Regions from separate parts of the Gossypium hirsutum genome. Here region 2 is linked to region 1. Evidence: chromatin contacts called from public Hi-C data. All regions are on one chromosome and are shown on one strand. The core of a region is the stretch at or near the end of the contact, and the rest is flanking DNA. Distances in the headings are between cores, read along the strand shown.

Evidence for each region. A called contact is a pair of places that touch in the nucleus more often than the background predicts.
Region 2: a contact with region 1 is called in a Hi-C map of leaf, with 1.5 times the contacts expected there. The contact joins the promoter of LOC107886523 here to the promoter of LOC121219871 in region 1. A contact is called at or near these places in 3 of 34 Hi-C or Micro-C datasets (callus and leaf).

What each region holds. Positions count from the first base shown.
Region 1 is chrA03:92,837,449-92,844,025 of Gossypium_hirsutum_v2.1, forward strand. It overlaps LOC121219871 (thioredoxin O1, mitochondrial), which reads right to left and starts at 3,203. Exons shown (of 6, transcript XM_041098452.1): 1 at 2,852-3,203; 2 at 2,627-2,743; 3 at 2,457-2,536; 4 at 1,602-1,646; 5 at 1,024-1,121; 6 at 1-254. The coding sequence starts at 3,101. The coding sequence ends at 185.
Region 2 is chrA03:93,128,697-93,135,273 of Gossypium_hirsutum_v2.1, forward strand. It overlaps LOC107886523 (cyclin-dependent kinase G-2), which reads right to left and starts at 3,863. Exons shown (of 7, transcript XM_016810514.2): 1 at 2,573-3,863; 2 at 1,462-2,570; 3 at 842-977; 4 at 617-705; 5 at 310-421; 6 at 116-222; 7 at 1-5. The coding sequence starts at 3,181.

The DNA of each region.
Region 1 (6,577 bases), core at 1,953-4,452:
AAGTTATAATTTTAATCAACCAAGCTCTGTGCTCGATATGTAAAGCTCACCTATAGTGAGAATGATGAGAGAAGACCACTCTCCGAAACCAAGTCTTACAGTCAGCTTCACATAAGGAAATCCTAAGACCCTTTATTTCCCTTCTTTGATAGCTTGAGGAAGGCTCCGTAATCATCATCAAGCATCAGTTTTTTTCGTTTACCTCTTCCCCTGAAGTAGCATCTTGCTTTGAATCATCTGTCTTCGGATCCCTCCTGGAAAACAAAACAATGGAGGTCAGAAACTAACCATATCATAAAACAGACAGCATTTATGCTTCCTCTTGGCATTCAACCCACAGTCAACATCATCTCCAAAACAAAATCAACTGCATAAAACAAGTTTTGATAAAGATAATATACTATTGTATAAAGTTGATCCATGCATACCAAGTGGCTAAATTTAAAAATATTTCTACTTCAGAATCTACACAAGAACAGGTTCAGAGAAAATACTTTAACTGAACTAATAAAGGCAGAGATAAGGTCAAAAAAGCGTAATTGTGACCTTATCTTCTAAACATGCAAATATCTTTTGCACTGGCATAAAATGTACAACAGCATGCACTTAGAATAAAAAAATAATACACTCTCAAAAGGCTTCCAGTTATATTAATCTATGTTACTCGGATTCTGATGTAAGTGACATAGGTGATTTCAATTTTTTTAAAAAGTTCCATATATTTGGAGTGCTTAGGGAAGATCATATCACTACACTCCCCAAACCAATGTCCGGACATGCATCAAGACATGGATGTCAGACACAGATGCTTCAAGAAAAAATGAAGAGCTGGAGCAGCATTATTTAGCTACTAACCAAATAAAAAAGGCAGAACAAAAACATATTAAGTTTAAAAAAAATATGGAAACTGGATAATTTAGTAAACATTATACCTAACATTTTAATTATCTAATATAAATCAACTGCATAAGTTCGTGTTCAAGAAAGCAGCAAAAGAAGCAAGTAGAGAGGAAGAATTATTACATGTTGTAAAGTTTCTTCATTGTTTGAATTATGCGTGTAGCATCACCACCAACAACTTCTACCTCCTGTTTGCCTTCTTTAAAGTATTGAACAGTTGGCTGTATCCAAAGATGAAGATTTAGTGATCGAACAAAGAATCTGTTCATACAAAGAATGGAAAAGACTCTTGGAAACTTAATATGCCAAGCTAAAATTATCTTATTTTAACAATAAAATTGCAATGGCAGACATAACAAGCACTTAAAATCTAGTTTGGTAATTGAGATTCCAAAATACTTCAAAAAGTTATCAAAATGAAACTTATAATTGACATTGACCACTGTTATACCAAAAATTATACTGCACATAGACATGTTATATAAGTATCATATCAAGCATAACCAATTTAAATTACTAAAAACCCAAAACTAAGATTTCAATCTAAAACTAGATATAAAAATCATGCTTAACTGGTTTCTCATCATTCAAGAGAAGAAAGTAACAGCAAAAAATGTTTGCCACCATATATAAATGGTAGCAAATGCCTGGTTTGCAGTTCAAGTATTGAATAACCAATAGTTAAAAGAAATGTCATTTACCACAGCTGTAATATTTAGCTCTTTCAGTTTTCTTGCAAGGCCTTCCTGCAACATGTTGACAACATTAATTCCCGTATATAAAACATATTGTCAGAAAGTGTTTCTGAAATGCAAAAGCTAAAAGAGGTAAGAGTTTAGCTTCTATTTAAAATTAATAAAGCCCAATAAAACTGTTACTCAGACTCAGATGAGTTTCGGACACATATATGTATGGCACAGGTATGTTCATTTCTTTCTAAGTTTTTCCATGTATTTGGATTTTGGATGGTTCTTAAAGCATCATATCCTAGTACCCATGAATTAGTCTGAGGCAGGCATAGGTGTCCGAAACATGTACTTCATGAAACAAAAATAAGAAATGGCTCGACATAGCAAGAAAATATTAAATCAATAAGAATGAATGCAATAATAAACATTTCAAAAATTTTCTCAGGTACAGTTTTGCAGAACTTACATGAGCAAATAAAATGACTTGAAAAGATAGTAATAACTTATTTCAAAGAAAGTTTAACAACAAACTCTACATCATATGCCCTTGTATTATCAAACATTTCAATCTCAAACACGAAATAGAATCATACTAAGTTTATTGCCTTTCCATAACAAATCCTTGTACAAATCATCATAAATAGATTCACTTTACCACCAAGAAGGCAATTCAAAATGAATGATTCATAAATAATACATACTGGACCCTTCAATGGAGATATTTGCAATTCAAAACTTATGGAAGAAATACCTAAATCTAGACCCGACAATACATTACCATTCTGGTTTAAAGTTCCTTTGTTAAAAATATATACCACAACCAGTAAATTATGAAGGTAATAAATTCAATAAAAAAATCATTTAGACCTCATCGATATCCATCTTATAAACTGTTACTTCAGGAGTTCTCCGAGCTAACTCGTCCATGACAGGACCGATGAATCGGCCTACATATAGATGGAACAGAACAAATATAGTGAAACACAGCCAGTGCCTTTGATATCAGAAACTCGAAAGAAGAAGTTAGAAAAACTTACATGGAGCACACCATGTAGCAGTGAAATAGAAAACAGCCGGCACAGATTCGTCTTTAGTTTTGCTAAGTGCAGCATCAAAATCTTCTTCTGACTTAACGGGGACAACATTCTCTGGAACTGAAATTAAAGAACCAAATTTATGTGTATTTAAAAAAAAAAACCTCTTCTTTTTCGATGTTCAAAGAAAAACACTTTAACAAATAGAAAATGAAGAATAGAATTTACCCGGCACCGGTTCGGTTTCCATGAAGGATGGTTTGAAAAAATCAGGAGAAGAGTCCGAGAAGTATCGGGAGAGATTAAGGTTTTCAGGGGTCCAAACTGGAAATGGGGTTTTAGGGATTGAAGAATTTGTCTGGGGGGTTGACATTAAGTAACTCTGATTTAAAAGAATCCGAGAAGAAGAAGAAGAAACAGAGCGGCCACTGAAAGCTCGACGGGTAAGAAATGGGCGGAGAATTGATTTCCCTCTCATTTTTGCCGTTCTCAGAATCTGGGTTACTTACACTTCGGTTTGTAGGTTGTAAAATAATAGAAGTGCGGCTTCCAGCTTTAAAGGACTAAATTATGTGGCTTGGTTTCCGCCATTTTTGCTGCCCTACTTGTAGGGTGTAACTGAGTTGGGCTACCGAGTTACAAGGGCCTGGTTTAGGCTTTTTCAAGGCCCATATAAAATTTGAACAGTTTAAAATTGAGTTGATTTACTGAACATCCTTAAACTATAGACCAATTTTTAAATTGGTTCTTAAATTTCAAAACATAATAATTAGGGATAAATTTTAAAATTATACATGAATTTTGATCGAATGTACAATTTGATACTTAAACTTTGATTTGGTGCAATTATACACATGAAACTTTGATTATGGTTCAAATGTATACATGAACATTTAAGTTTAATTCAATTGTATACATTTAAATAAATAACTACATCAATTTATTTTTATATTGGATCAACATAATTATTTGTGTATGTAATATGCAAACTTAAATTGGCACTATATTGATAATTTTATATATAAAATTACTCCAAATTAAAATTAATAAATAAAGTTTTACTTTAAACCAAAGTTAATTTTGAGTTTTATCCTTATTGATTAATTCTTCAAACTATTACAACATGTTTGGTTGGATGGAATCGCTATTCCATTCCTGCGCAATTTCGTGCGCTACAGTAATTTTTTGCTATTACACCGTTTGGTTCACTATTTACTTGATTCCACAGCTTTGCTATTACACTCATATTCCTCAGATGCTGTAATAGGTATTCTGGGGTGAGGCTCTGAATTGCTATTCAACACCACACGCTTAAAATTTATCCCCAAAATAGTCTGCTTTCTTCTCCCTTGCTCCAGAATTCTTCCAACATTTTTCCCCAAATCAACAGCACGTTGGCCCTTCATCTTCATCTCCGGTACATTTTCTTTTTTTATGATAAGCTCCTGTTTTCTATTTCTCCTTCCTCATAACTTTATAACTCTTCTTGTATAAAACTTCATAGCTCTTCTCATAGTCCTCTTTGATTGTCAAAATTTGTTATGGGTCTCTGATATATTTCTTTGTTTCCTTGGCTTATGAAACTAAAGGCATAGGTTGTTGTTTTTTTTTTTTGGTTCTTGATTGACTAATGTCGCCTGGTAATGAGTATCAAACTTATGAATTTGATGTTAGCTAGGCTAAGCAGTTTTAAAAAAAGTTAGGTTTAAGACCCTGAAATCTTTGTCCAAATTTCGACCTATAAATCCCGATTGGGTTTAATTAAGCAGTTCAACTCAACTCAAAGAACCAACCGAAGTACTAACTTGTGTCTGACTGTCGTGTCGATTTATTGTTCATTGCATACCATAGTTAATATCTTAGAAAAAAAATTATTTTCGTAAGGCAAAGGCCGACCATGAAGGTGGAAGAGCTAGAGAAGAGAAAGTCCAGAAAGATTACGTCTTCTTCTCCTTCTTCAACTCTTATAAATAACCTTGATGATGGCTGCCTTATGCATATTTTCAGCTTCTTATCTCCCATTCCTGGTTTGGTATTTTTCCCCCTATAACCCTTTTCTTAATGAATATTTTTCATTTGATCTCTGCAAATGTTAGTTCATTTGGTGCTACGGTTATTTATTAATCTTCAATTTTGTATTTGTTCATCTGGGTATTAAGCAAGTTATGTTAATTTCACTCAGTCATTGGTTTTGGTTTCATAGGAAGTTGGCTTACAGTCAATTGTATTTTGTTTAGGTAACGATGGAATTGATTTTTTGTAGGCATTTTATATTGATGTTTAGAAATTTATGTTATTTTTAGATTTATAGGAAGTGAAGTAATGGTTAATTCAAGTTATTTTCGGTTAATTATATTTGTTGGGAATTTCTCTTCAAGTTCTTATGATGGAGTGAGAAAGTATATGTAAGGTATTTGGCCCAGATTGTTATTATTTTAGAAGAAATGAACATGGATATTCTTCGTGAAATGCATGGAATGATATATCCTTACACTCTTTTTCTTCTTGTATTTGGTGGATGTCTCCCAGTTTTTGAGGCTTTGACTACTTATGCTAAGGTGGAGGTGAGCAAAACTTTACAAATGTTGGGATTTATGTAATGTCATCGAAAGATTTCTTTTATTGAATGCTTTCAAATTAGTGGGTATTCTTGTAACTTTGGTTATGTGGTGCTAATGATAGGATGTTTAGTTGTTTCCTAAGAGAACTTGATGCTAATGAGGTAAAAATGTTTGAAAAGAACCCATTCAAGTAATTTGCTTTGCAATAGCATTCCTATTTTGTCTTTTCCTTATTTTCTTTTTCCATTGGCGTTTGGAAGTTCCACATTTTAGCAACATTGAAAGCATTTTAGTAGGCACCGTCATTTCTGATGCTTTTAATCCTTGTACCAAGTGCGATCTCTTTTACATATTGCTATTGAGTTGCAAATTGGTATAACATCATGTTAGCTTGAGGAATTGTTTTATGCTTCTCATGGTCATCTTTGATTGTCCAAATTGTTTTTCTTGCTGAAAGTTGTATAGCTAAAACCCGTTGTTAACATTTAGAATAGGGAGGTATCAAAATTTCTTATGGGTATCCGATTTTTTGCAATTTACCAACACTACAGTAGTTGGAACTTCAGATCAATTTTTTTTTAATCTGGTATTTTAAATTATCATCCGTTCGACGCCTTTTTTGAATCCTTAAGTAATCATTTGTATAAATTCTGACATATTAAGAATGAACAGTATGGTATAGTGTGTGGTCTCTGTGATTGCTAATCGTCTCTAGATGTGCCTTTATCTTTTTCTGTTCTTGTGTTAACAATTCTTTTCTTAGTCTGAAACGTAACATTTTTTTGCAAACACTAGTTGGAGTTTGGAATTTAATAGTACTGATAGGGCACATTTTTGGACAGTTTCATTGGTCACCTCTATTGCCTTCTATAGGAAGGTGAAGGATCATGTTAAAGCCTTCACTATCTTTTTGAAAATATTGAAATAAAATGTATTTTTAAGAGGATGATAGAACTAAGCAATGAGTTTGCAGACATAACTTTTGCTTTAAGAAGGGATCATTATCCATAAAGAGTTTCTAATGCATTTTTTGGAAATTGTCTTCTTTTTGAAGTAGTCAATGGTAGCTGTTGCTTATAAAATCTTTAGAATTATAGTTTTTCATCAAGTATTACATTAATATTCTCAGATGACCATACTATGAGCTATAACATCAACTAATGGTAGGCTTCAGAATGTCTTGCATACTGATTTCTAGAAGTTTAGTTTCTTATCAATCTTGTTGTTCTTGTTTATTGTTGACATCTACACTCTGTTTAATGTGATTCACTTTTAGACAGCCATCCATTAAGGTTTCTTTTTATTGATTTTCATTAATGTTAGATTATGTATATTATGTATGTAACCTTAGAAGCAAGATTTTTAATAATGCAAATGCAAGTTTATGTGGAAA
Region 2 (6,577 bases), core at 2,613-5,112, 290 kb after region 1:
TACGCCTGAGCATGATAATAAAAGCCCTTATTTATTACTTTAACAATAAGTTGAAACAAATTTACTTAAATAGTATAGCACGTGTGATATTTTTCTTGTTTCTGTCGCTCAATACCTGTCTTGAGCATGCTGAGCAGGGAAAGTGGGCATGAAAGCTTTGGTCTTGGGAAGAGGAACTTCGCAAAACCACTCATGGTTTAGAGCAGCTTCAGCTGTAATACGCTGAAAGCAATATCAAAAGGCTCAATTAATCACCCACATGAATAATGATAAGGTAACCAAAATATTTATGCAAGCCAAACTATTTACCTTCTCAGGGTCATAAGTTAGAAGTTTATTCAGTAAGTCAAATCCTGCATCAGAGAGAACAGGTGTTCCTGTGAATGATGTTGCTGGAAATTTCTTGCGCAATAGATTATACCTGAAAGGAAAATATCAGTAATTAATACAAACAAAAATAAATGCAGTGTCACTGAACTGTCACCAATGGAGGCCAGAAAGCCAGTCCAGAATCACCCAAAGCTGGAAGCCTGGGAAAACAGTAGGAAAAATAAGAAGACCTGAATATTACACTCAACTGAATCTAAAATCAAATTGTAAAAGATCTAATACTTACTGATGCTTGACAAAATTGACTTTGACTCCAGGCAACATAGAAAAACCAGGCCATATTGTCTCATTTGGCGTGCCAAGAGTTCTGAAAATCTGCAATCAGTAAAAAGCAACATAACTAATCCAAGAACATTAAACACCATTGGAAGATTAAGTTTGAACCATTTCAGCCAGAGTAGGGTCTAATGGTAATGATTAATGAAATCCAAGGCCAGCTAATTCAATTTACCTTGTCAAGTTGATCAAATTCAGTTTTCCCATTGAAAAGTGGTTCTTTTGATAGTAGTTCAGCCATAATACAACCCAAAGACCACATGTCAATTGCAGTGGAATATTGTCTTGCTCCCAAAAGAAGCTCAGGGGCCCTGCAAAATCAGCACTACTTGGATCACAAAAAAGCTAAAAGCTCAGATAACTAATCAGGCACACTTGAGACAAAATGGCAACGCAAAAGTAAAGACTTAAGCCTTAAAAGTTACATCAATACATGCAAGCATCAACGGCAAATGGGGTTCATTCTTTTAGCAAAAAAAAAAGTGAAGTTCAAATCATAATTTATCAGTCAACATAAACATAACAAACATTGAGGTATGTGTATTCAACTTTGAATCAGATAAGCATAACAAAATTTAACCAAGCAGGGATGTTTTTACCAATAATCCACAGTTGCCAACCCAAATACGCAATTCAGAGTTACTTTCCAAACACCCAATTGCAAACAACAAATGAAAATAAAAAGATGAAAGATGAAAGATCTGTGATACATTATTTTATTAGAAAAATGAGGATTTAACTATGACAACTGACATTATGGAAAGCAATCAATGGCATACATAATGCACCACTCACCTGTACCAAAGAGTAACAACCAAATGAGTATATGGTTTTAATGGGCTTCCATATTGACGAGCCAACCCAAAATCACAAATCTTCAGTTCACCTTGGTTATTTAAAAGAAGATTAGATGTCTTCAAGTCCCGATGGAGAACCCAGTTATCATGAAGATACGTGACACCCTCCAGCAGCTGAAGCATCAGGCATTTAACTTCACTTTGGCTAAACGGTTGTTTCATTGTCTCCATCAGCCCTTTCAGATCATGTTCCATGTATTCCATCACCATAAAAATGCTATCAAGATTACTCCCTACAACTACTTCTTTAACATCTACAATTGATGGATGATGAAATGAAAGAAGAATATTTATTTCCCTCAGAGAGGTCAAAGGAAAACCTTCTCTTTCTTTCTCCATCTTTACCTTCTTCAACGCCACAATTTCCCCAGTTTTCTTGTCCTTAGCTCTATATACAACACCATAAGTACCTTCATCTATCTTGTTTAGCCTCTCAAATTCGTCAACATTTCTGCATCCCTGAAGCATGTTTACACTTCTTAAAGGAGGAGCTGAAGGTTCAGGTGTCCCACGTGAATTAGTCTCATTCTCAGATTCTGTATCAGACTGGCTAAGACTGCCGTCATTTCTATCACGTTTAATGTCAATCACCATCAAGTCATCATTCTCTGAATCATTACCAGGGTAATCATCCCCACTTCCGGACTTGGAACGGGCACCTTGTTCATCAGATTCAGATGATCTGGCTCTAATTCCCTCAGAGCCCTCCCTCTTCAGTTCCCCAAGCTCTGGAGTAGCTGACATTTTCCGTAATCTGTGGTGAGATAATTCTAAAAGGGGCAACTTTTTTCTCCTTTTAGGGATTTCCTCATCTTCTAAAATTTCACCCTCGTCACCTGGAGAGTTATCACCGGCTGCCCATCTAGAGGAAGATATATGTCGAGCCGGTACATAATCCTCATCTTCTAGATGCCTAGCATCCTGAAAATTAACATGCTCCTTTGGTGGTGAAAAATCCAAATCCTCTGGAGACTGCAGTGCAGAGTATCCAACAGGTCCATCAAATACAACAGGTGAAGGAGAATGTGGTTTCTGGCTTTTATTTTTATAACAAAAGATGTCTGTACAGCCTTACCAGATATGCTGTTAGGTGACTTGTGGTAAGCTTTTGGCCGTGGTGGTGGATGATGAACGACTGTAACTACAGGTGAATTCTTACTTTTGCACATACTTACATCCTTGTCACTTCTATCCCACACAATAGGTGAAAACTTCCTCTTCCTCCCCACAGGAGATAAAGCCCCATTCTCCATTACCTTCTCAACCTCACTATCTTTAACCACCGACTCAGACTCAATTGCATCCTCTGATCCACTCTCACTAGACAACTCACCAGGCTCCTTGTCTACCACCCTAAGAGAGAATTCACGTCGCCTGAGGCCATGACTACCACCACCACCACTATTACCACCAGAATCACTTCTACTCGAAGAGGAACAATACCCACCATTTATCACGTCCCTCTCTTTAATATCTTTCTGTCTAGCCCTAGCTCTATCCCTAGCTTCCCATAATCGGGCCCTTGCAACATCACGGCCACCATTCCTAGATAACTCATACTCCCTAGAATTAGGAAATTCCTGCCTTGTCATCTCAAAATCAGAGTCTCTGTCTCTAAACTCGGAATCACTATATCCCCCATGTCTCCCAGCAGCCATGTAGAAATTTCAAAAACACCTAATTCCCAATTCAATAAATTCCCGCTATTTTGTTTACTTATAAACCCTAGACCCTTGAGGTAACCACGTTCAGGCCCAAATCGAGAGAGAGAGAGAGAATTTAACCCCAGATTCTAGGGTAATAACCAATATGAAATTAACCAATAAAATAAAAGCAGTAAAGCAAAGTTAAATAACCAAACAAAAACGTATCAGATTCTCGATTTCGCGGTATGTAGCTCGAAAATTTTAGGGGGAAATAATTGTAGAAATTAAAGCAAAAGATGGAGAGAATAAACCCTAGAAATATTGGTGAAAAATCGAGCGATGCACGGATTTCTTTTCGATCTCTCGACGCAATTAAGAGAATTAAGAGTGGCTAGGGCTTACCGATAGAGACGAAAAATAAAATTAGTAACAGGAATTGAGAGATAAAGTCGACGATCCCAGTTGCGAGATATACAAAAAAAAAAAAAAAAGAGAGAGCCTGAGAAAATAGAAACCGTGAGATACCGAGAAGAGAGCGAAGGCTTGAAGCCTTTACGGACCCAAACGGCGTGTTTTATTCTTTTTAAAATAATTAATTGGGTGCCAATCCTCCATATGCATTGAACCCTGCCATAAAACATCACCTTCGAGAAGGAATAACTTATTTGAAGATAGAAAACCGAAAAATGGTTCATTTTTAGTTATCCAAGTGTGCTCCTTTTTTAGTTATCAAACTATACCAACTTTTCATTTTTTTTCCCCATTTTTTTTTGTTTTCATGATTCGTTGTTAATTTTTTAATAAAAATAATTATATTTTTTAATTGATATAATAATACATTTAAATTTATCTTTTTATATTTACAAATTTTATCAATTTAACTTATAAACATATCAAATGATAAACATAAAAATCATCATAAAAACCAAATTTAAAAAAAAAAATCGACTTTCCCCAAAGCTCAACCATAAAAATTCAAGAACCGTATTTAAAAGTTTCATCTATCATTTTTTACTCTAAAATGTTGGGGTAATTTACAAGAAAAAACCTTTTTTTAATATTTACGGAAATTGGCCAACTTTTTTATTATTTACTGGAAATGGCTGAATTCCTCGAAAACGCGTCCACGTCAGCACGATGTCAAGCGACATGTTAGTAAAACACGTCCCTAGAGGAGCATTTTGCCACGTCAGCACAAAGCGCTTCCGTTTTACCCCCTTAACGGCTATTTTTTTACCGTTTGAACCCCCAACGATAAAAAAAATTATAAAACCCCCTTTCATTTTTTTCACACTTCAATCCTTTTGCACTTCAATCATTTCAATATTCTCTCAAATTTCTCTCAAATTCTTCTCAAAGCACTTTTTAATTTTTGCAAAAAAACTCTATTTAAATTTTTTTTGAATATTTTTTTAAATCAAAAAATATTTGATCATGTTAACAATGGCCAAAGAATTAATTCGTCTTGATAATAAACACATCTTCGTCGAACAAATAAAAATGGTAAGTGTTAAATTTAATTTTTCAATATTATTTAAGATTTTTTTATTTATGCAATTTTAATTAATTTTTATTTTATAATTGTAATAGGCCCATTTTGCCCGGGCCCGTTAACAGAAAATAAACCAAATATAATTAAAAAAAAAGTCCAAACTTATTAACAGTCCATTTACAGCCCAAATTTCAGAACCCATTAACCCAAATTGTAGTAGCCCAGTAATAAGCCCAATAACCCAAACTCTTTCAGAAACAGAAACCCTAGGGTTTCTTTTCTGTTTGCGCCGCAACTGATTTCCAGTGCAAACCAGCGCCGCACATGCACCTCCGTTGTTCCACATCACCCCACGAACGGCCTGGCCTTGTCAACAGCACTACGGCTTCCACACCTGCAACAGATTAACAAACAAAAAAGAGAAAGCAGCAATTGACAACAGATTACAGCAAATTATAGAAAGGAGTTTGTATTTTCTTTTTATTTTATTTATTTATTTTTCGGCTATAAAACCGAATGAAAAGGATGTAAATGGGATCCCTTTTGAAAAAACAGAAATATACATGCATATTGAATAGAGAAGCAACCAAAAATTTCAAAGGTGATTAGAGAGTTTCTTCCTCTAATTTTTAGATTTGACTTCTTTTCTAAATGTTTTAGTTTTTTCTCTCATTCGGATGAAAAAGTAAGAATAATACTTACCTCTGGCTTCTCGTCGTATTCTTTCTACGCGTGATCGACTACCGAGATCTATGGTGGTGCGACGGCGCTCCATTATCTCCCTTAGGCTGCGCCAAAACCCTAGCAGGGATATTCGATTTTGTGGTTTGCAAAAATGGAAGATAGCCATTCATTTTTCTGTGATTTTAGTAACAAAACAAAACGGCGCCGTTTGGTAAAACAATGATCTGCATGTTGACCCGTTTGGAGGCCCGGACCCGCGCCTTTTCACCTTGAAAGGTCAATTTGCGCGATGAGTCCCTCCTATCTTGCATTGATCTATTTTTTCGGCCTTGATTCTATTTATCTGTTTTTACATTTTCCCTAAGATTCGCGCATGGTTACAATTTAATCCTAGTTTAAATGCTGTGCTTTGAGACCTGGAATATTTCCAGTTTCGATCCCTGCACATTCGTGCGCATTGCGCTTTAGTTTTTTTTATTTCAATAGTTTAATTTATTATTTATCCCTTTCATTTTAACTCTATTTTAATTGATTTTCTTTATTTTTGTATAATTCATTATTATTTTAAAAATCCAATTAGCATTCATTTTTAATTCTTATTTACTTATTTTTTTAGCTACTTTAATAATTTTATTTTGTTTTTTAAAATCATTATTGTAAAGTTTTTTATATCATGTCACTTTAACATTTTGTATAATATTTTTCTTGATGTTTTTGTATATTATTATATATATATATGATTCATGATAGAATGCCATGTATATTATTAATTTTATCTTATTTTATACATGTGATTTCTTTTAAACCTATCCCTATATTTTGTTATATATGTTTTTTTGATTATTTGAAGGAAAATCCACATATTTTATGTATCATTTAAACAATTATTATTCACATACTTGGTGCATATATTTGATCATGTTATTTTAAATATATAATTTTTTTTAAAAAGAAATCTATTTGCCTATATAATTATGTTGTTAAAATATATTACGTATATAGCTTATGATAAAGTTAATTTAATCTTATAATTTATATTTTAATTCCATGATATTTTATATAATTTCTACTTGTATTTCCTTTCAAATTTATTATGTACATAACTTATTTTTTAAAATACATATATTATTATTTCTTTATTATTTAAGATTCTTTCATGTATATGTAGTTTCATTGTATATTGATGTGTTCTTCTTTCATGTATATTGTTTATTCTCTGTTATTATATTATA